4 separate regions of the Mus musculus genome follow, and all the other regions are linked to region 3. The links are chromatin contacts, called in public ChIA-PET, Hi-C and promoter capture Hi-C maps. All regions are on one chromosome and are shown on one strand. The core of a region is the stretch at or near the end of the contact, and the rest is flanking DNA. Distances in the headings are between cores, read along the strand shown.

Region 1 (5,046 bases), core at 1,134-3,633, 550 kb after region 3:
TTTGTGCTTCCTTTTTACTGTACTGGGATTGAACAAAGTCATTCATGCAATGCAGGCAAGTGCTCTACCTCTGAGCTACCTCCCAGTCCCGACTACAGCTATTTTGATTTCCATATGTTGAAGGGATGAATTGCTTCCTTGCGGTGCTGGAGGGTCTTGCTGTGAAGGGTTGCAAAGAATTGAAGATTTCTGTGAAGAGGGTTGGGGGTAAGTGGGAGCTGGGGGGGGGGGGCGGGGATGGATAGAGACACGGCCTTTTCCAAAGTAGCAAAATCAAAAGCCAAATGCCCAAACTTCCTATTTCTTCCCAACAGTTCCCAACCCACAGGCTCAGGACTCCTTCCTCTTGTTCTTCCCTACCCGGACATCTCCAAGTCAAGGCACTTTGACAAGAACTCCCATATTCACTCCCATAGAGATGAATCTGGAGAGCTCCAAGGGGTGTGTAGGTCAGGAAAGAGTGAGCCAAAGAAAAGAAGGCCTATCTGCAAGGCCAGCCCCTCCAGGACTTCAAAGACCATTTGGACAGGACATCCTGTTGCCACCTGGGGGGGGGGTGCGGGGGCAGGAGGAGCTGGCTAAAGAAGTGGAGGCATATCCTCTGTGTCCCTCTCACCCCTGTATCTGCGTCCCAGAGAGGGTGAGGATTTGGCGTGAAGGGCAGAGCGTCGGGGGGGATCTCTGGCTCCCGCCTCCCGCAGCCCCCAACCCCAGCTCAGGCTTCAGTCTCTCCTCGTTGTAGCAGAGCGAGAGCAAAGGGACGGGCAGTAAAGATGAGTGATGGCGCGGAGACAAGCAGAAATACACCATCATGAAAATGCTAATGACTCCTTGCTCTCTTTCTTTATGGTTGGAGTAATACAGACTTCAATCATAAAAACAATCTCCCAACATTTTAATGGGCTCCATCATGCCCGCACTTGTCGGTATATTTGAAGAATAAATCACCCTCCCCGCTCGGAATGAATTCGCTGTCAAACTCGGCTCCCTCGGAGAAAATGGATGAGGAAAGAGGATGGAGGCTTTTTTTTTTTTTTTTTTTTTTTTAGGGGAGGGTGTCGTCTCCCCCTCTAACTCCCTCCTAAACTGGATTGTTGTGAGAACTGCCTGGATTTTGAGTAGCAAGCAGGGGACTGTTGGAAGTTGGGAGAGCTGAAGCCATAGAGGGGGTTTTAAGAACAGTGGCTAAGTGAGTGAGGGATTTCACATGGCGAGAAGCCACCCCTGGGGTGGACGAGGAAGAATGATCAGGGGTAGGAATAGTGACAGCATTAAAGCAAAGGGCAAACTCCTGACAGTTCAAGGAGATGCGGAAACTGCCAAAAATCTGTACATCTGCACTACTTCTGCGTTATTGGGTCGAATTCCTCTCAGATTGGGCCCAAGCTGGGGCGCAGTAGAAAAAGAAGGGGGGAAGTTTGAGAGATCTCTTTTGTAGGGTAGAATATCATAGAGCAAGAATAGGTTGGGCTCTGAGCTTGCGGGGGTATTTTCAGCGCAGTAAGCCACAGGTCTGCACCTCTGAAAACTGCCTCAGAGTCCGGGGTAATTCTCATTTCCATACAGGTGGCAGCCAGCCAATGAAAACTTGGGATACGCATACCGCGCACAGCCAATCCCAGTTAAGGATGAGCTGACTTGGCAGGTTTAATTGCATCTTGATTGGTTGAGATGTTGCTAGGCAAAATTTGGGTCCTGGCGATTGATGCGGCCCGAACTGGAGAGGCAGGTGACTACGAAAATATCTAGAAACCTGGATTGACATTTTTTTCTTCCTGAGTTCTTTCAATCGCAAAGGCTTGATAGGGTCAGAATAATAACTGTCCCTTTTCATCTCTGGAGTGGGAGAGCGAAGTATACCTCACTCCCACTCCGCACCACCCCCCCCAAAAAATTCATCATTAAAAACTGGCTACTTTGGAGGGCCTTCTAAATTCTACAGACCCGGCAGGGAACCTCACCTTTTCCTGCCTTAAGCTTATCTTTGAGCCTTTGAATTGTAATTTAGGTCCGACTTTCTCTAATGTGCCAGGAATTGAAGAAATCGTGCCTCACGGGATCCTCTGCTGCTCCTACCTCCTTGTCACTCGGCCAAAACCTGTGAGGGGTCAGAATCTCATCCAAAGGTCTGGAAAGTGGTATTCCCACATCAGCAGCTTCTGAGCCTTCATTTGCATCTGGTTTGCATAAATAAACCGTCCTCCCCTCCCACTCCGGACGAAGCGCTGGGGCTTTCACCCTGCTACAAACGCCTCCACGCCCACCCTGGCGCACCCCCGCCCCGCCTGCAGCGCCCCCTGCCGGCTACAGGGCCTGGCGCGCTGCGGTGATGGCGAGCGGCAGCCTCCAAGGAGGCCGAGGGGGACTGTGGCGGAGGGGCGGAGGCGACCGCCCGGTGCAGCGATCCCGCGGGTCTGGCCGAGACCGTGCGCGAACAATATGCCACCATTTAAGTCTGAACGCGCGCCAGCCGCCGATTGTGATGTTAATTCGGCGATGATTTAGGGGGGCGGGACGGAGCGGGGCCGGCCGCCTCTCTGTCAAAATGCTGTCCGGAGCCTTAATATTTGTAATTGAAGCTGATGAGGACTTCGTTTCTGTTTCTACTGATAAAAAAAAAAAAAAAAAAAGGCAGGGAGGGAAAAAGAGCAACTAAATTATAGGGCTGGGAGAAAAACATGATTAATCAAAGGTTTGAACTGTCGCGGTGCTGGAGACCCAGTAAATCTCGCCGGCCGGGGCGTGTAGAGGCCGGAGGATAAATCTGAGCCCCGTGGAGTTTGCCACCCCTCTCTGTTTGCCTCTCGCGTCGCACGTCAATTAATTCGATAATTGGATTTGAAGAGATGTCAGAAGATTATCCAGGGGAAGTGGGAGGAGCGGTTACCAATGGGAGAACAGAGACGAGAGCCGAGGCCCACGGGGTCAGACTGTAGAGGGACCGGAGAGCCAGGCAGGTCTGTCCGGATCCTTCACCCAGCTCGCCTGTGCTTAGCTCTGCGGCAGACCCTGAAAGGCGGCTGCCTGATGTCAGTGCCCAGCTGCGGCTCGCAGCTCACCTCTGCGGACACTGTCCCCTAGCGCAGTCCCCAAAGCTCTCTGGAAGGCCTGACCTGTGCCACCAGAGCCATGTACCACATGCCTCCTGTCCTGTGTCCTAGATGTCCCAGCGTTAAAGCATCTGCCAGTCCATTTGTATTAGATTTGTATACGAAGTGTCTCTGTTCCCCCAAGCTCCTTTGAAGCCCTGGTTCACCCTATCTGATCGCTGATGTTTTTCTCCACATACTGGGAGTTGCCAAGAAGACAGGGATCAAGACTTCTCTTTGAATCCCCACTCCCACTGGTGGAAATTATTCTTCCCCTTATCCCAAAAGCTCCCCTCCCATACACTTAGAATCTAACTTATAACCAAAGTGTCCTGCTTAAAGAAAATGTCTATAGACACATGCACACCGACCCAGAGCACTAGTCACCAGGCCCCTAGCGGGAGACTGACAAGCCACAGAAATCGGCAACTTCAGGTGACTCCTGAAAAGGCTATACCTGTCTCCTATGAGGAATTAAACTTGTTTCATTACTGGGAAGGAGCACTGCAGGGAGGCCTGAGATGAAATCAGCCTACCACTGGCAGAGGTTAGAGGTGGGAGTGGGGGTGGGAGGTGAGGGGAAGATAAGGGGAAGAGGGATAAAGGGGAGGGGAGAGGAGGGGGGAGGGGAGAGGAAGGGGAGGGGGAGGAGGGGCAGAGGGGAGGAGGGGGGAGAGGGCCACAACTACTGAGACAGAGGGACAGAGAGGTTGATTTTAATTATTCTTTCTCCTCTGGTGTCTGTAGAATTCTATTCAGGGACAGGGTAAGGCGAGGATAGAAGCTTACAAAGGAATACAGAAAATGTTTCTGAAAAGAGAGAGAGAGGGAGAGAGAGAGAGATAGAGAGAAGATGAATTTGGAGCTCAAGAAGGTGGTGAAGGCAAAGCTCACAACGGCTGCCTGGCTAGGCTGTCTGTAGTACAGAAATCCTAGGAGAGCTAGCATCCAGAAGTGGCTACCCTTGACCTTTGAAATTCAAGCAAGGGAGATGTGGGAACAAGATCTGTCAAACAGCAACATGAACAGTATGGCAAAGCCAGGTTTTGTTTGACTGTACCAATTGAAAATACTGGCTGGTGCTGGCCAACTGTGCACAGTGTTCATATAATCATCCTTTGCATAAGTGGGAGGCAATATCCTACCTATAGAGGGACCGTGCAGGGCATCTTTAGACAGCTTTTGTTTCTATGTGGAGGCTCCTCTGGGAAGTTAAAACTCTCCTCTCTCTCTCTCCCTCTCCCTCTCCCTCTCCCTCTCCCTCTCCCTCTCCCTCTCCCTCTCCCTCTCCCTGTCCCTCTCCCTACCCCTACCCCTACCCCTACCCCCCTACCCCTCTCTCTCTCTGCTGTTTCTTGTTACCTGGTTTTAGTTTCCTGAAGTTGTCCATCAGAAAGAAATTGAGCCATCCCATCTTTCAGTCACAACCTCGTTTTGGTTATGTGCTTTCTGAATGAACCTTTGGTGGCAAGAATTCTGTATGCCAGGAAATATTCTCATTTAAACCAGCAACTGAGAGGGGAAGTCACACAATGAAGCCCAGGTCCACCTGAAGTCATCCTGAAGCTCTCTCCATTCTTGCCTCAGGGAAAAATGTATGAAACCTCAGCCTATATATATTGCTCTCAAAGACAGGACATCCATCTTATGAGAGACAACACAGAAGGTGTCCCTGTGTCACTGAGGCATCAAACTTAGGGGATTGTCACTGGTAGAAGGAGGACTGGACCTGAACTCACAGGCGTTAGCTTTAATTCCTGTGTAATTGGGGGGTGGGTATGGGGGCGGAAGACCAGAAAGATGAAGTGATTTCTGTATGTTACATAGTAATGAGTGAATTGCACAGCCCCTTGAAAACCTCCATTCTCCACTATCCTGGTCTATTGAGTAGACAGCATAGTGTAGAATCTGACTTGCTACGTTCCACTCCGCCTCCATTTCCTAGCTTTTTCTGGGT
Region 2 (5,477 bases), core at 635-3,134, 770 kb after region 3:
AGTTCTTTGCTCCCATTCTTCCTCTAATCACTTGAGAAAATTCTCTTGTGCTTTTGTTTTAACTTTCACTATCACACAATTAAGTCTTTTTAGTCCCAAATTTTCTTCCAAATACAATAGAAAAAGTACTAAAATTTTACTTCATATTTGCTTTGATTGATGAAAGATTGCCAAGATGGCCCCTTTTTACTCATCCTCTGAAACAACTTTGAAATAACTACTTATGTAGACAAAGAATTTGGTTTTTGATATTTTTGTTTTTAATACTTTAACACCAAACACTGACAGTTCCAAGAGTCTCAAGCCCTGAAATTTCTCCAATAGCATGGCAAGTATTCATCCCTTCAAATCAGTATCAATGATTTCTCTCCTCCTACAACTAATTTTGTCCCTTCATAAAACCAGTCAGTTTTCACTTTGCCATAAACACACACAATACACATACTGTTGGGTTTTTTGTTTTGTTTTTTTGAGACAGGGCCTCACTATGTTGCCCAGTACTGAATGTAACTATTAACACCAGGCTGGCCTCCAAACTCTGAATCCCAAGTCCATACTTTAAGTATGTTTAAAGCACTTTAAAGTGACTGTCACACCACTCTATATAATGCAAACTATCTTCTGGTTACTTCAGGATGTAAGTGATTACATAAATGCATCCCTAAAGCACATCAGTTCCCTATTTCCAGAAAACAGTTAATTGCTGTCAAAAAAAAAAAAACCTCACAAATCAACATCTCATTTATGGAAAAACAATGCTTGTTCACTGAGTCTGCAAGATTAACACCCCCTCATACAGTATAAAACTGTTAGTTCCACTTCCCCACTGTTATATTAATCACCTTAGAAATACAGTTATACAAGTTCAAAAGGCAAAGAAACTGAAAACCTAGCTACAAATTCATTTCTTAAGTAAAGCACGAAGATGTATTTTTTTTAACTCCAAGTCATGTAAGTAATCTGAGAAACCTGTCAATTCCTCTCCTGAGTAGGTCAATCTAAGTGTACCCCATCCTGGGAATCCAGCTGTTAATCCTGCAGTCAATTACCCCTCTATAAATAGCTCGGTCTGGTTTATAGCGGCAGGCATTTTGTAATTTCAAAATTCGTTACCCGAGAGAACGTCAGAGTAACTCGGTAACAGGGAGTCCGCCTACCCTTTAACTCTGCAGCTCCCCACTCCCCTCCCCCGCCCGGGTCATCCAAGCATTTTCCACTTAAAAAAAAAAAGCCCCCCCCCTTTCCCTTGACTGGGAAAGGGGGTGAATAAACGGTTCGGTCAGGGGGGGGCGCTGCGACCCAGGGGGAGGGGCCGGACAAGCAGCGCCTCCTCGTGTGTCTGCGCCAGCGCCTGACCCCCGCGGGGAGCCGCGCTCACCCGCCCCGCCAGCAAGCCGGCCATCGCCTCCCCAACCCCCCTCAACCAACAAATCCACCGCCGCCCCCCCTGCCGCGCGCGCGCCCTCCCTGACTCCTGCGCAGCCGCCACCGGGAGGGAGGGGGGAGGGGGCAGGCTCTGCGCGAGGCCTACTAGGCCGCGCCGGAGCCAGGGCCTCGCGTGAATGCCCGGGCAGGCAGAGTGAAGTAGTAGACGCTCATGCGGGTCTACGAGAGGCCGAGGCTCCAGAATAGGGCCGGAGTCCGCCAAGAAGGATGTCACGAGTGGAAGAAGAAGCTATTGCCGGCGGCGGAGCAGAAGATTTTAAGCTTACCTGGAGGCGCGAGTCGACTGAGGGGAAAAGGGGAGCGGGCGGGAAGGGGAAGGGCGGGAGGCCGGGGGCGGAACAATAGGGGCGGGCGGGAAGGCGAGGGGGGCCCCGCTAGCGGGCGGAGGAGGGGGGGGTGAGGAGGAGGAAGGGGGAGAGAGACCCCGGGGCGGGTGGAGGGCGGCGGAGGGCGGGCGGGCGGGCGGAGGGCGGGCGGGCGGGAGAGGGCGCAGGCTGCGGCTGCTCCGGCTGCTGCCTCTGCTGGTCTGGGAGGGGGACGGGGCGGAGCGGGCCGCTTTCAACCCCGCGCACCCTTCGACCCCGGAAGCGCTAACCGCCCCGGGGGCCGGCGAGTCGACTGCGTCGTCCACACTTTCCCCACGCAATGCGGACCGCCTTCCCGGAGCCTAGAGCGGCTCCTTGGACAGCGTCGGCACCAGCGAGACGGCCAGTAACCAGCGGCGAGGTCTGAGATAGAGCGGCAGCGCAGAGGCGCGGAGGATACCAGTGGCCTCTAGCGGAAGAACTGGAAAGCTCAGGCCTAAATACGAAGAGGTGGCCAATGCTTTGGGATCAAGATAGGAGGGAGGGAAAGGAAAATAACAGTTGTCTAAAATAAAAAACGAATGGCCAGACTGAAAGTGTCAGGCAAACTGCTTACTCTAAAAATAATCCACTTTAGTGAGTGCAGAAGAAATGAAAACATCATTATTTTGCAGCCCAGATACTGAATCAGGCAATAATAATTATAATAAAGAATTAAAACGTAAAAGAATGTTCTTAAATCAGACGGTGGTGGTACCCAACTTGATTCCAACACTGGAAAGGCAGAGTCAGGAAGATCTCTGAGTTCGAGTCCACCCTGGTCTACAGAGTGAGTTCCAGGACAGACAGGGCTTTTTAGAAATCAAAAGAAAGAAAGAAAAGAAAAAAAAAAAGAAAGAAAGAAAAGTAACTTTAAAACTTCACTGTATTAGGACAACATTGATCATGTGAATATCTCACTATTATATAAGAAGTACTGTATAATCTAGAATTCCTGCCCAAATTGGTTAATCTTTTTATTAAGTCTAATTATCCATTTATAGGAACGAAAGAACAAGTTAAACATCAGTACAAGAAGGTACTCTGTGGCCAAGCACAGTGTGTGATACAAGCTGATACCATTGGGGAACTTAAGGATGACAAAGGTGAACCTCAGGCCACCTTGGACTGTAGAGCAACGCTGCTTTATTGTTGCCTGTTGCTCCTTAAAAAAAAAAAAAAAAAAAAAAAAAAAAGACATCTTGAAAACACAGAATTTTGTACACAACACAAGACAACTATCCTGGTGTCTTTAAAAAGGCAATAAACCTTTTTTTAAACGGTTTGTATGTGTGTATACAAACTGAGTGTGTGTGTGTGTGTACTTACACCACAGCAGGCAGGAAGAAGTCAAAGGAGGATTTTCAGGAGGAGTCAGTTTTCTCCTTCAACCAAGCGGGTCCTGAAGATCGGACTCAGGACATCAGGCGTGATGGCAAACGCCCTTTCCATCGCACTGGCTGTTAGGACTGGGACGATGTCTCAATAGTTCTCCAACTGTTCTCCCAGAGATTCAGTGTTCAATCACCAGTACCGACATAGGATCTCACAGTTCCATGGGATACAACACCCTCTTCTGGATTCCACAGGCACTTGCACACAAGTGGTGCACATATATACATGGCAGGTAAAACCCATACAAAATAAATAGGTACATCTGTAAGGAGTCCGAGGCACATGCAGGTAAAAGGCAGGCAGATCTTTTGAAGTCAGCCTGATCTACATGGCAAGTTTCAGGACACTGAGAGCTACATAGTGAGATTCACTCTCAAAAATCAAACAAAAACAACTTGTTCTTACAAAGGAGCCAAGTTCAGTTCCCTGTAGATGGGTTCACAATTCCCTGAAGATTCAACTCCAAAGATCTGATGCCCTCTTCTGGCTTGCTAGGGTGCTTACACCCTCGGGTGCACATAACTATCCTACAGATACACATATGCATAAATTTTGTTGTTGTTGTTGTTGTTGTTTCTTAAGACAGGGTTTCTATGGGGAGCCCTGGCTGTACTCACTCAAAGATCCAATTGCCTCTGCCTCCCAAATGCTGAGATCAAAGGTGTGTGCCACCACCGCCTAGAAAAAAGAAATTCATTTTCCTCTCTTTTCTGTACACAGGTGTTTTTGCCTATTGTGTATGCAGTACTTGTTGTGGTTTTACTATCAGTCAAATGGAGCCAAGTGACTCCAAATGTCTTTCTTTCCACCACCCAAATGAGGAGCTAATATTGGGAATGCAAAATAAAATCCTCATTTGACACCATTTGGTGCCAGGTGTCACTGTACACACTTTTAATCCCAGCACTAAGGAGGCAGAGGCAAGTGGATTTCTTGAGTTCAAGACCAGCTTTGTCTTGGACAGGGCTCTATAGAGAACCTGTCTCAAAAAAAAAAAGAAAGAAAGAAAGAAAGAGAGATAAAGAGAGGAAGAAAGAAAGAAAAACCAACAAACAAAACCTTATCATTTGGCCAAAGGTAAAGGGTAAAGGGTGGAAAGGAAGTAGGGAAAACCCCAGGAAAAAAAAGCCAATTAAGGAACAAGTTTACTGGACTGGCAAGATGGCTCAGCAGGTAAGAGTGCTGACTGCCCTTCCAAAGGTCCTGAGTTCAAATCCCAGCAATGACATGGTGACTCACAACTGCCCTTAATGAGACCTGATGCCCTCTTCTGGTGTGTCTGAAGACAGCTTCAGTGTACTTATTTAAATAAATCTTTGAGCAGGATTGAGCAGGGACTGAGCGAGTTAGATAACCAGAGCGAGTGGGGTTGACTAGAACAAGCAGAGGTCCTAAATACAATTCCCAACAACCAAATGAAAGCTCACAAGCATCTGTACAGCTACAGTGTACTCATAAACATAAAATAAATAAAACTTTAAAAACAAAAACAAGTTTACTGTCAGATCTAAGCTGAAAGTTTAACCTAAAGATTTTGCAGGTGGGCCAGTAAAAACAGTGGGGCTCCCAACAGCTAGAATGCTATCCACTTTCCATGAGGTCACACATATGGCATCAGGCAAAAAATAAAAATCAAGGAGTTTTATTAAGGCTGACCAAGAGTTACAGTCAACACTGAGACAGTGAAGTCCTGTGGGTGGGTTAAGAACCTTGAGCACAGGGCTGGTGAGATGGCTCAGTGGGTAAGAGCACCCGAATGCTCTTCCGAAGGTCCAGAGTTCAAATCCCAGCAACCACATGGTGGCTCACAACCATCTGCAACAAGATCTGACTCCCTCTTCTGGAGTGTCTGAAGACAGCTACAGTGTACTTACATATATTAATAATAAATAAATCTTAAAAAAAAAAAAAAAGAACCTTGAGCACACAAGGTCCTGGGTGAAATCCCAGACACAAAGCAGGGAGAGAGGGTTGGCAATAGGTTCAATTGTCAAGCCTGAAGACCTGAGTTCAACAAGAGTTCAGCTGAGTTCCCTTGAGACTAACTACCACTTATTATCCTGATTGCCACACTTGGACCCTGGCGTGTGCCCGCACATATACAAATAAAATACAATGTAATACAATGTAAGGAGACAGATGGGCTGAAGAAACCGTTCAGTGGTTAAAAGCACTGGCTGCTCTTCCAGAGGACCTAGTTTACATTCCCAGCACCCACACACTTGCTCACAATCACCTGTTTTTCTACAGTCCTAGAGGATCAGACTCCCTCTTTTGGACTCTGTGAACACC
Region 3 (5,649 bases), core at 2,946-5,445:
TTAAAAAAAAAAAAAAAAAGACACATTTATTCAGCGTCATGATCAGACTATTACATTTAGCAATCAACAGCATGGGTGAAAAAGGTCTACAGTAAAACCTTTTGTTGGAATGCTTTACACTTTCCACAGAACAGAAACTAAAATAACCTGTTATACAATTAGTCACAAATACAGTCCTGGAGTTTTTGCCCACACACATGAGTATTGTCTAAAACATGTCTTCTTTGTAGCAGCTAGGCCCTGCCACCACTGTGCTTGGCTGAGTTCACAAATCTGTTGTAACCTGTAGCTTCCCTGTCACTTCTCTGGCTCTCCTCTCCTGCTAAGCTTTGTTTCCTGTTGAACAATATGGAATAAAGTTGTTAATCTAAAACACATTAAGACTCAAGGCTACAATCCAATAGAGCAAGTTGTTTCCCACAAATTTTGCTGAACTGCATATTAACTTAACATCCACCATTTTACTGAAATTATAATGTTAACTATGTTGTACTGCTCAGCTACATTTGGGTTACTGGGTTCAATTATAACATTTAGCAAACACACACAAAGGAGGCACTTACCTGGCTGTATGTAATTAGAACCTCCTGCCACTGCCATAGCTACTGCTGCTGCTGGAACCGCCATAGCCACCTGTAGAATTAAGACAATGTTTTGTTTTAATACTTTGTGCCAACGTAGTATCAATGGTTCTGTTAAAAAAAGTCCCTGGCCTAAATTAAGATGACCTAAATAAGGATTATATGACCCTCTTAGTTGATGTCCTTTGAAGGGAGATTTAACTATCAGTCTTTTGTCATAGATACTATACCTTGGTTCCGTGGTTTAGCAAAGTACTGGCCTCCACCACCATAAGGGCCAGAGCTCCTGCCTCCAAAGTTTCCTCCCTTCATCGGCCCAAAATTGGAAGACTGATTGTTGTAATTGCCAAAATCATTGTAGCTTCCACCACCTCCAAAATTGCTTCCTAGAAAAGGAAAAGCCTCTATTGATGACTTTGAGGACTGACAAGCCAATAGTGCTTAGGGTCTGAATCAAAGATTATGATATTTATAGACCTTCTGTCAACTCCAAACCCTTCGGCTTCATTCTCTGAGTGAGGCATTCAGTTAATAATCCAGCATTTAAAGTAAAATCAACCCAACTTAAGTTTCTCAGTGGCAAGTTAGAATTGAAGGCCTTTATGTATTCCAGGTCAATACATACATTTCTTGGATGTATCAACTAAATGCCTGAAGTCCCAACAGAGTTTAGACATTCAATCCAACTGTAGTGTGGATCTAACTATCTCACATTGAAGACAACACTAACCACTCATTCACCTACTTATTTTGGGGGAGGCGGCCCCAGCTTAAAGCCAGGAGGAGGTAGCACAGCAGAGCAGGCCTACTGTAACGCACCATGCACTGCACCCACAATGCTTTAAGAGCTTTAAAGTCCAACACGGGCATAATAAACTCTAGAAGTCTAATCTAGCTCCAAGCCAAGTACCTGCATCACTGGATACCTACCACTACCACCGCCAAAGCCGCCTCCGCCTCCTCCGTTGTTATAGCTGTCATAGCTGCCACTCCCGCCATAGCCACTGCCCTGGTTTCCATAACCCTGTCCACCACTTCCATAGCCTCTGCTTCCTCCAGAGTAACCAGGGCTGCCTCCTCCATAACCACCTATAAGAATACAAGTCTTCTCAATAAGACAAAAGTATTTAACAGGAAAAATGTATGCAAGATAATAGCTAAAGGCTGCTCATAGCATGCACATTTATGGGACTGATCGAACTTTGTCATGCACTAAGTTTAGTTTCTACTAGCCTACTCTAAAGGTACAGGTTTCCAGAAACCATTACTTACAGACTCCTTAGGAAACTTACCATCATTGCCAAATCCATTATAGCCATCCCCACTGCCACCATATCCACCACCACCACGGCTGCCACCAAAGCCACCTGGAAGAAACCAAAGCTTTAAACCAGGCTTTATACATGAATGCTTATCAAAATCTAATTCTGTACTAGAACTATATTCGGGTAAAATCCATAAATGCTGGAAACACAGGGTAGCAGTTAATATTTAAAAGCTCTGAAACCAACAAGGAATCAAAAATAAACCATACACACCACGACCACTGAAGTTCCCTCCTCGACCAAAATTGTCATTGCCACCAAAACCGCCTCCACGACCACCACCAAAGTTTCCAGAACCACTGCGACCTTAAAAGAGATTTTTGGATCATTAGGCTAACCCATAGTAATTCATGCTGGCGCCCACAATCTAACCAAAAATTAACGCACCTCTCTGACTGGATGAAGCACTAGCCATCTCTTGCTTCGACAGAGCCTTTCTTACTTCACAGTTGTGGCCATTCACAGTATGGTATTTCTGAACTAAGAGAAAAAGGTAGATTCAGGACTGTAAAAAAAAAAAACACAAGAGGACTCCAGAGTCATTAAGGAACACGTAGTCCTCTGATACTTACTAACAATCTTATCCACAGAGTCATGGTCATCAAAGGTAACAAAAGCAAAGCCCCTCTTTTTCCCACTGCCTCTGTCAGTCATAATTTCTATCACTTCAATCTTCCCATACTGCTCAAAATAATCTCGTAGGTGATGTTCTTCAGTGTCTTCTTTAATACCACCAACAAAGATCTTTTTCACAGTTAAGTGGGCACCTGGTCGCTGAGAATCCTAAAAAGGAAAAATGACTTCAGTTATTTAGTAGTAGCAGTTTCTAAATGACTGGGAAGGTGTGGTGGCCCACCCCCCCCTTTTTTTCAGAGACAGGGTTTCTCTATATATCCCTGGCTGTCCTGGAACTCACTCTGTAGACCAGGCTAGCCTCGAACTCAGAAATATACCTGCCTCTGCCTCCGGAGTGCTGGGATTAAAGGCGTGTGCCACCACCTCCAGGCCCTCGCCTTTAATACCACTTGGGGGGGATCTCCCAATTGAGGACTGCCCCAATCATAGTCTCAGGTTAAAGAGAAAAACCACTCACTTCTCTTGAGACAGCTCTCTTAGGTTCCACAACTCTTCCATCCACCTTGTGTGGTCTTGCATTCATGGCAGCATCCACTTCTTCCACAGTGGCATATGTGACAAACCCAAAGCCCCTGGATCTCTTGGTGTTTGGATCTCTCATTACCTGTTTAGAGTTAATTCAATCAATACACTGCCTGATCTCAGAATCAAAAGCCATTCCTAGTCTGATCAAGGCAAACATGAAACTTCAGAGTGGGGGGGTGGAAATGTAAGCTTCTTACAGATCTGAAGAAAGCCCCAGATTTTTTTTTACCATCCCATTAGTTAACTTCACAAAACAATTTAGCTAAGAAGCAGCAGATTAAATCGGAAGAAATAAGCCAGCTCTTCCTTTTGTTTCTTTTAATCTTACCACACAGTCTGTTAGTGTTCCCCATTGCTCAAAATGGCTCCTCAGACTCTCGTCGGTTGTTTCGAAGCTCAGCCCTCCGATGAAGAGCTTCCGCAGCTGTTCTGGCTCCTTGGGAGACTAAAGTGGAGGAGGGAGTGTTTAGCGGAGGGGCTGGAACCTGGGAAAATGAATCAACACCCCGCAACAACACATGCTACACTTTTTTATTGTTCTTTATTACTGCACGAGACCACGTGCTCCTTCCTAGGCTAGGAGGTGCTGCTGGGGATTCACTCGAGTTGCACGCAGCGCATGCGTCCTTACTTTTACTTCATACGCACGCGCAACAAAGGGCACAGGTTAGTCGGGTCCATCCCCATTAAGACTTAATATCTCTTTAACAAGCGATTGTTAGACCAGAATGGGGGAGGGGAAGAAAAGGCCACACTCCCCAGATCATTAGTCTGTGAAGTTTGCCACAAGGAACAGTGCATGGACGTTAATGGCGGTCGGATCGCAGCCTCATGGTGACTATGAGGACAAAATGGCGACCTGCATTTTTTTAAAGTAGGCCTCAGCACTAATCGATAAAACACCGAAACCACGGGTGCGAGCAGCAAAACACGTCACATCCCGCTATATTCAGTAAGTGTGGAAGAAAGAGAAGCTGCAAAGCGCATCCAACTTACCTCGGACTTAGACATGACGGTAGAGTTACGAGAGCCTTCAGCGATGCTTCCTCGGCAGCGTCAAAGAGCAGAAAGGAATACGATAACGAACGTGCCCGCCAGCCTACCTTCTGCTCGCCCTTTTATCCCGCCTCCTCGCTCTCGGTATTGGTAGACTCCGCCCTTACTTGAGTCTTATTGGAGATTTGAAATTATTCCCTCCCACCATTGGCCCGTGAAGACGCCCTGCTAAGAAACGGCATCCGTTTGGGCGTTCTATTCAGACTCCGCCCCTTTGAGTCACTGATGCCCCAAGGGATCTTATCCTTAATCGCATTGATTGGCTAACTAGCCAGTCACTTATATTTGAATGTATTCACGTCTTTTAAATGCCTTTCATAACTTTCCCACACCCGAACATTACAAACTCACTCGTCAAAGGACCGCACGCTACAAAGTAGCTCACCGCGACTTTTCCCAGCCACTCCCTATAAGGCGCATGTGTAATAAAAATGGCGAGTTCACGCCGGCGCACTACGATGTTCCGCCTGCTGCCTGGAACACGTGAAATGGCGGGCGGGAGAGGGTTGTGAACCTAGGCGCCTGCGTAGTGGCGGGACCAGCGTCCAGTTTTGCGCAGGCGTTTTGGGCGGAGAAAAGGTCCAAGCCCAGGATTGGTTGCGCAGGCGCAGGGAAGGATCCGTTTTGGCGGGCGGTTGGCATTGCGCAGAAGGCGGCGGTAGCGGTGGCTTGTGGTGCCGCTTTACCACAGAGGAACCGTGCAGGCCTTAGCGTGAGTGATCACTTTAGATCTTGGGTAAGTGGCAGAGTCTCGTCTACCCGTACGAGATCTTGAACCCGCTCCCATTGCACCGGTTATTGTACGAAATGAATGGACCGCTGAACTGGTGGGGGGGGGGGTGGACGACGACAGTGAAGGGGCCGCGACGGGTCGGGCCAGCCAATAGGACAACTGGGGCGGGATGTTTTATCCTTGCAGGTTCTGTGAAGCTGCCTTGCCGAAGCATTTGACTGGCGAGCCTATAGGCCAATTGGGTTTTCCTATAGCTGCCTACCGATCGGTCCTTGGGCCATCGGAATGTGGGAGGCGGGTTTTTCTCGCCTGAGTTGCGTCTCTCCGAGCCAATGAGCCCCAAGCGCGCGATTGGCCGGCCTTCCCCAAGAGGCAGAGGCTGGACTCCTGTGGGGAGCGCGGGAGTTGGCTGGTTAAATTCTTAGAGCAAGCCAGGAGTCACTAGAAAGACAGGATTCCCCCCTCCCCCCCCCAATAAAGCTTACTCTTGCATTTGTGGGGGCGAGTATTTTAACTTAAAATGACTCCTATAACTAAGGCATTCATTCTGTATATTACCTTAGGGAAAACATATGTTTTCTTGTGGCCCTTGAGTTAATCATTTTTCTTGTAGTTTTTGGTACGTTCCTCCCTTCACTTGAGACTTTGGAGAACGTGCCTTTAGTCTTTGAAAACTTTTAAGAGAAGAATATTGAAATTTTGAATGAGATGACTTAGGTAAAGTACTTGCAATGAAAAGCATCCAAGAAAAATAGACTTAACCACTAGCACCCATTTCCAGGGACACTGTATT
Region 4 (5,764 bases), core at 106-2,605, 940 kb after region 3:
ATCCTGAGTTCAATCCCCAGTATGGAAAAAAAAAATTTTTTTTAATTAAAAATTAGAGGGCTGGTGAGATGACTCAGTGGTTAAGAGCGCCAACTGCTCTTCCAAAGGTCCTGAGTTCAAATCCCAGCAACTACATGGTGGCTTCACAACCATCCCTAACGAAATTTGATGCCCTCTTCTGGAGTGTCTAAAGACAGCTACAGTGTACTTACATATAATAAATAAATGAATAAATAAATAAATAAAATTAGAATGTAAAATTTACTATAAGGAGAATGATAAAACGTAAACAAAAACCGATGTATAACTCTCCCAAACGGAGAACATAAACCAGAGTGTCCTTAGGAGATGATCACATTAGTAGCCCTAGGGGAAAAAAAAATTTTTTTTTTCAAAGACAGGGTTTCTCTGTGTAGCCCTGGCTGTCCTGGAACTCACTCTATAGACCAGGCTGGCTTCGAACTCAGAAATTCACCTGCCTGTGCCTCTCAAGTGCTGGGATTAAAGACATGTGCCACCATTGCCCGGCGGAAAAATAATTTTTTAAATAAAAATAAAAACAATAAATAAAAAGGAAAAGGAAGCCGGGCGTGGTGGCGCAAGCCTTTAATCCCAGCGCTAGGGAGGCAGAGACAGGTGGATTTCTGAGTTCGAGGCCAGCCTGGACTACAAAGTAAGTTCCAGGACAGCCAGAGCTATACAGAGAAACTCTGTCTCGGAAAAAAAGAAAAAAGGAAAAGGAAAAAAACACAGATAATCTCAGAAACTAGGTGTGTCCTGAGCCATAAAGGGTCCCACCTTCAAGTCAGGCAGCAGCTGCTGGGTCTCCTCCTTGCTGCAGAGCAGAGTGGCGAAGTTGACTCCTTTGAAGTTCCTCATGGCAAAAGTCTAGATACAACGAAATGGTTTGTAGAAGCCTGCGAAGGGTTGTAATGGAAATAACTGGAGGAAAGAAGGGATTGAAAGTTGTAGGAGGATTCAAAGGATGAAGCAGGCAAAGAATCCCACCAGAAATCCTATGCGGGGAGAGGCCGATATAAACTGGGCTCCCGTTACAAACTGACAAGTCCACTGTTCCTTCCTCCAGGACGCTCCTTGTCCTCAGTGTCCCACCAGGCCACCGCAGGGGTCTCCACAGGGTCCTGGGCGCCGAGCACACCCTTTCGGGGGCCGCCGAGCCTCCGCAGAAACGCCCCGTTTCTTCCCAGGTCAGCAATGGGAATGTCACTTACCGCGGCTTGAGCGCGCGCTCACCAGACCCTCCGTGCCTTAATTCCCTCGAAGCTGCCGTTCCTCACCGGCCTAGCAGCGTCCTCCAGCCCGAGCTCCACCAAGCACCGGGTGGGCACGCTTCGTTTTCCGCGCCAGCACCTCCTTTCAAATATCCCTAGTGACCAATCAGCGAGAAAGCGTAACGCAGGCCGGCCGCGTGGCGCTCTGGGAGTTGTAGTTTATCTGCCGCGCTGTCTGTCACGTGTTCCTGGAGGGGCGGGTACAACTCTGGACCGGAAAGACTCTGGGACACAGTCTCCTTCTTCAACCTCAGTCAATTACAGTCATTTCGCAGTTGGGTGGTCAATCACTAAGTCTTTCTTGCCTTTATTCCCTGAGCTCAGGCAGGATTTTAAATTTCAAGAGAATTAAAATAAGAAACCCACATGGCTTGCTTTGCGTTACTAGGAAAGAAAAGGTGTAATAGCCTTTGATGTATTTTTTTGTTTTTATTTTTGTTTTTTGAGACTGGTTCTCACTACGTGATCCTAGCTGTCCTGGAACTTGCTAAATAGACCAGGCTGGCCTCTAAGAGAGATCCACCTGCCTAATGCTGGGGTTGAAGGTGTACACCACCACACAGGGTCTTTGGGATTCTTTAAAACTCTGACTTTGTGGAGAGGGACACTGAAAAGGGTGCAGGGACAACCTCCGGGTTCTCCTAGGTTCTCCTCCCTCCCAAGTTTGGATTCCAGCCTACATCTTACATGGGTTGTATAAGAAAGGCTATAGAGTTGAGTGAAGAGTAAAGGGAAGAATTCATTGTGAACGTTCACAGTCTTTTGTTTTGTTTGTTTTTTGAAACAGGGTTCAAAATACTGAGCGTAGGGATTTCTGAGTTCCAGGACAGCCAGGGCTACACAGAGAAGCCCTGTCTCAGGAAAAATCAAAAGAAAGAAAGAAAGAAAGAAAGAAAGAAAGAGAGAGAGAGAGAGAGAGAGAGAGAGAGAGAGAGAGAGAAAGAAAGAAAGAGGGAGGGAGGGAGGGAGGGAGGGAGGAAGGAAGGAAGAAAAAGAAAGGGGGAGACATAGGAAGGGGAGGGAATAAGAGAAAAAACTGACATCTCCCCCACTAGAAAATTTCAGCGTGGGAATGGCAATATTTAATGCAGACACTAACAATGCCGAGCTTTTTTCTCAAGTCAGGGGCATAAGGAAGAAGCAGCCATCCTGGAAATTGACCACCTTTATCTCCTAGCCATGGCCCCTCTCCCTTATCTGCCTGCCTACCAAGTAGTCTAACTCCTGCTCTCTCAGATGCACTATAAAGTCAAGGGTGGTACCAAACATCACCCACCACCAGAGGGTAGGGAATACTTACTAAGGAGGCTGAGGAGCTAAAAAAGCTTAAAGTTCAAAGGCAGCCTGGGTTGTCTAGTGAGACCTCGTCTCAAAATCAAAACAAAACAAAAAATCTTTTTAAAAGCGGGCCTGGGGCTGGAGAGATGGCTCAGAGGTTAAGAGCACTGACTGCTCTTCCAGAGATCCTGAGTTCAATTCCCAGCAACCACATGGTGGCTCACAACCATCTGTAATGGGATCTGATGCTCTCTTCTGGTGTGTCTGAAGACAACTATGGTGTACTCCTACACATAAAAGAAATAAATAAATATTAAAAAAAAAAAAAGCGGGCCTGGAGAGATGGTTCAACAGTAAACAGCAATGGCTGCTCTCCCAGAGGGCCTCTGTTCAATTTCCAGCACCCACATGGTGGCTCACAGCTCTCTAACTCCAGTTCCAGGGATCTGGTCCATTTGGGTAGCAGACACAGACATGGTACCCAGGCATATGTAGAGACAAAAACACCTATAAACATAAGTATAACAAATTAATTTTTAAAACGAACAGTATTTGTTACAAGGTGGGCCTGTTAATTCAAAACTATGATCCTAGATACTGGGGAGCCTGAAGCAAGAGGATCTTGGGTACCAAGAGTGAACTACAGAGGGAGTTCAAGGCTAACACAAGCCATTTAAACCATTTCAAAATAAAAAGTAAGAGGACTAGAGAGATGGGTCAACAGTTAAGAACACTTGTAGCTCTTCCTGAGGATCCAGGTTTGGTTCCCAGCGCCCTCATGGTGGCTCACAACCACCTGTAACTCCAGGGATCATATGTCCTCTTCTGACCCCTTCTGGCACCAGACACATATGGTCATGTATGCACATGGAGACAAATAACTCATAAAAAAATAAATAAACAGGCCTTTAAAAATAAATGAATAAAAATTAAAAGTGTAAAAGAGGGCTGTGGATGTAGCTCAGTGATTAGAGCAGGTGCCCGACATAGACAAGGCCCTAGGTTCTAATAATAAGTGCCACAGTAAATCAATCAATAATGATTATAGACATTTCCAGGATACTCCCTGTAGGATAAAGGACCTAGGAGAAAGGAGGTGAGCCATGAGGACATCAATTGCCTCAGTACTAACTTCCTAAACACCATGCTCACCTGTATGTTCTTTACTGAAAGCTGCGCAAAGTGGAAGTCGGGAATATGGGACCCAACACTTAAGAGATGGAGGGAAGATAATCAGGAGTTCAAGGCCAGCCTGCGGTATGTGAAACCTGGTCTCAAAACAAAGTCAGGTGTGGTGGCGTTAAGCCCAGCCTTTAAGCCCAGCCCTCTGGAGGCAAAGTCAAGTAGATCTCTGTTACTGAGAGGCCTGCCTGGTTTCCATAGCAAATATCAGGTCAGCCAGGACCACCTAGACAAACTTTATCTCAAAAACACAACAACAACAACAAATGTGCCTGATACAACTTGACTCATGTCATTTATTTGTTGGGTATGCATTCATAGGGACATGTGCTGGTACACATGGAGGTCAGAGAACAACTCCCAACTTGAAGATGTCTGTTCTCTCTCAACCATGTGAGTTCTGGGGATTGAACTCAGGTCACCAGTCTTGGTGGCAGGAACCCTTAACTTCTGAGCCATCTCGCCAGCCCTAAGTCATAGAGTTGAATCTTACATCTGAATACTAAATGCATAAAAGAGGCAGCGCAGACGGTGGAAAGAGCTTTGAACTTGAGACTGGGCAATGAAGACAGACTCTAGTCCCAGCTTCATTTGTTCAGTTTCTGTAAAAGGGGTTACAAACTCCCAGCACTCAGGAGGCAGAGGCCAATGGGCTCTCTGAGTTGGAGGCCAGGGTCTACATAATGGGTTCCAGGCTAGCCAGAGCTACATAGAAGTACACTGAGATATTCCTAGCTCAAAAAAAAAAAAAAAAAGAGGATCTGGAGATGGCTCAGTGGTTCAGTGGTCAAGAGCACTGTCTGTTCTTGTAGAGGATCTGGTACCTAGCACCTAGCACCCATGTCTGTTCGTGTAGAGGATCTGGCACCTAGCACCTATGTCTGTTCTTATAGAGGATCTGGCACCTAGTACCTATGTCTGTTCTTGTAGAGGATCTGGCACTTAGCACCTAGCACCCAAGTCTGTTCTTGTAGAGGATCAGGTACCTAGCACCTAGCACCCATACCGCAGCTCAAAACCAACTGTTACTCTACATTGATGTACCTGCTGACCTTCTTGGGCTCGTGAACACATGTTGTATGCATGTATACATTCAGGAACACACATAGACTTAAATATTTTTAAAAGGAGAAGGGGGCATAGGAATATGGGTTGAGTCAAATGTATTAGAAATAATTAGGGATGTATAATATAATTAGGAATTATTAGGAAGAATTAGGGTTACATCCCTTTTGTGTTGTTTTGTTTTGTTGAAACAGGGTTCCTCTGCGTATTCCTGGCTGTCCTAGAACGCGCTCTATAGACCAGGCTGGACACAAACTCAGAGATCCCTTTGTCTCTGCCTCCCAAGTGCTGGGATTAAAGATGTGCCCCACCACCACAATCAGCTAGGGCTACATCCTATAATGAATCCTATGGAAGTAAAGTTTTGTGTGTGTGTGTGTGTGTATAGCATATATGCTATACACACACACACATATATACATACACAGCATATATATATATATACACATATACATTTACACAAATGCATAACTAAATATGAATATATACACATATGTGTATATATATATGTGTGTGTGTATGTATGTGTATATATATACACACACACACATATATATATATATACATGATGTCTTAGGGATAAGACCAATACACAGTGTACTAGCTGGTTTTGTGCATCAACTTGACCCAAACTAAAGTCATCAGAGAAGAAGGAGCCACAGTTGAGGAATGCCTCCATGAGAGCCAGCTATAAGGCATTTTCTCGATTAGTGATCAATGCAGGAGGGACAACAGCCCATAGTGGGTGGTGCCATCCCTGGTCTGGTGGTCCTGGCTTCTATAAGAAAGTACACTGAGCAAACCACCACGTGGAGCAAGCCAGTGAACAGCACTCCCTCCTGGTCTCTTCATCAGCTCCTGCCTCCAGGTTCCATTCCTGCCTGAGTTCTTGTCCTGACTTCCTTCAGTGATGGACTATGATCTAGAAGCTGAATAAACCCAGGTTG

What was found. Promoter capture Hi-C pulls out the DNA fragments that hold promoters and counts their contacts. A called contact is a pair of places that touch in the nucleus more often than the background predicts. ChIA-PET counts read pairs in DNA pulled down with a chosen protein or histone mark.
Region 1: a promoter capture Hi-C map of neural stem cells shows a contact between it and region 3. The contact joins the enhancer-like site here to the promoter of Hnrnpa1 in region 3. A contact is called at or near these places in 2 of 39 promoter capture datasets (cranial neural crest and neural stem cells) and 8 of 115 datasets of contacts at active chromatin or transcription factors (craniofacial prominence, embryonic forebrain, embryonic stem cells and 4 more).
Region 2: an RNA polymerase II ChIA-PET map of memory CD8 T cells shows a contact between it and region 3, with 20 read pairs. The contact joins the promoter of Pcbp2 here to the promoter of Hnrnpa1 in region 3. A contact is called at or near these places in 1 of 39 promoter capture datasets (liver) and 5 of 115 datasets of contacts at active chromatin or transcription factors (bone marrow-derived macrophages, lineage negative bone marrow cells, memory CD8 T cells and 2 more).
Region 4: a contact with region 3 is called in a Hi-C map of B cells, with 10 read pairs. The contact joins the promoter of Espl1 here to the promoter of Hnrnpa1 in region 3. A contact is called at or near these places in 1 of 39 promoter capture datasets (pre-B cells), 1 of 484 Hi-C or Micro-C datasets (B cells) and 2 of 115 datasets of contacts at active chromatin or transcription factors (bone marrow-derived macrophages and embryonic stem cells).

What each region holds. Positions count from the first base shown.
Region 1 is chr15:102,690,393-102,695,438 of GRCm38.p6, reverse strand. No RefSeq gene overlaps it. Among named protein-coding and RNA genes, the nearest start is that of Mir688, 21 kb to the right of the region's middle. Within about 2 kb of position 2,383, at least 128 of the 459 cell types and tissues checked have an H3K27ac peak or open chromatin away from gene starts, as enhancers often do. A contact at or near this core is called in craniofacial prominence, embryonic forebrain, forebrain and 2 more, where this site is marked.
Region 2 is chr15:102,467,039-102,472,515 of GRCm38.p6, reverse strand. It overlaps Pcbp2 (poly(rC) binding protein 2), which reads right to left and starts at 1,884. Exons shown (of 15, transcript NM_001103165.1): 1 at 1,713-1,884. It overlaps Gm36331 (a long non-coding RNA gene), which reads left to right and starts at 2,020. Exons shown (of 2, transcript XR_384469.3): 1 at 2,020-2,261; 2 at 2,795-3,075.
Region 3 is chr15:103,238,943-103,244,591 of GRCm38.p6, reverse strand. Hnrnpa1 (heterogeneous nuclear ribonucleoprotein A1) reads right to left here and starts at 4,195. Exons shown (of 11, transcript NM_001039129.4): 1 at 4,064-4,195; 2 at 3,396-3,512; 3 at 3,000-3,146; 4 at 2,479-2,689; 5 at 2,294-2,386; 6 at 2,120-2,212; 7 at 1,874-1,948; 8 at 1,512-1,670; 9 at 812-967; 10 at 564-633; 11 at 1-336. The coding sequence starts at 4,078. The coding sequence ends at 578. It overlaps Cbx5 (chromobox 5), which reads left to right and starts at 4,740. Exons shown (of 5, transcript NM_001076789.2): 1 at 4,740-4,859.
Region 4 is chr15:102,291,884-102,297,647 of GRCm38.p6, reverse strand. Espl1 (extra spindle pole bodies 1, separase) reads right to left here and starts at 1,355. Exons shown (of 31, transcript NM_001014976.2): 1 at 1,233-1,355; 2 at 799-888. The coding sequence starts at 879.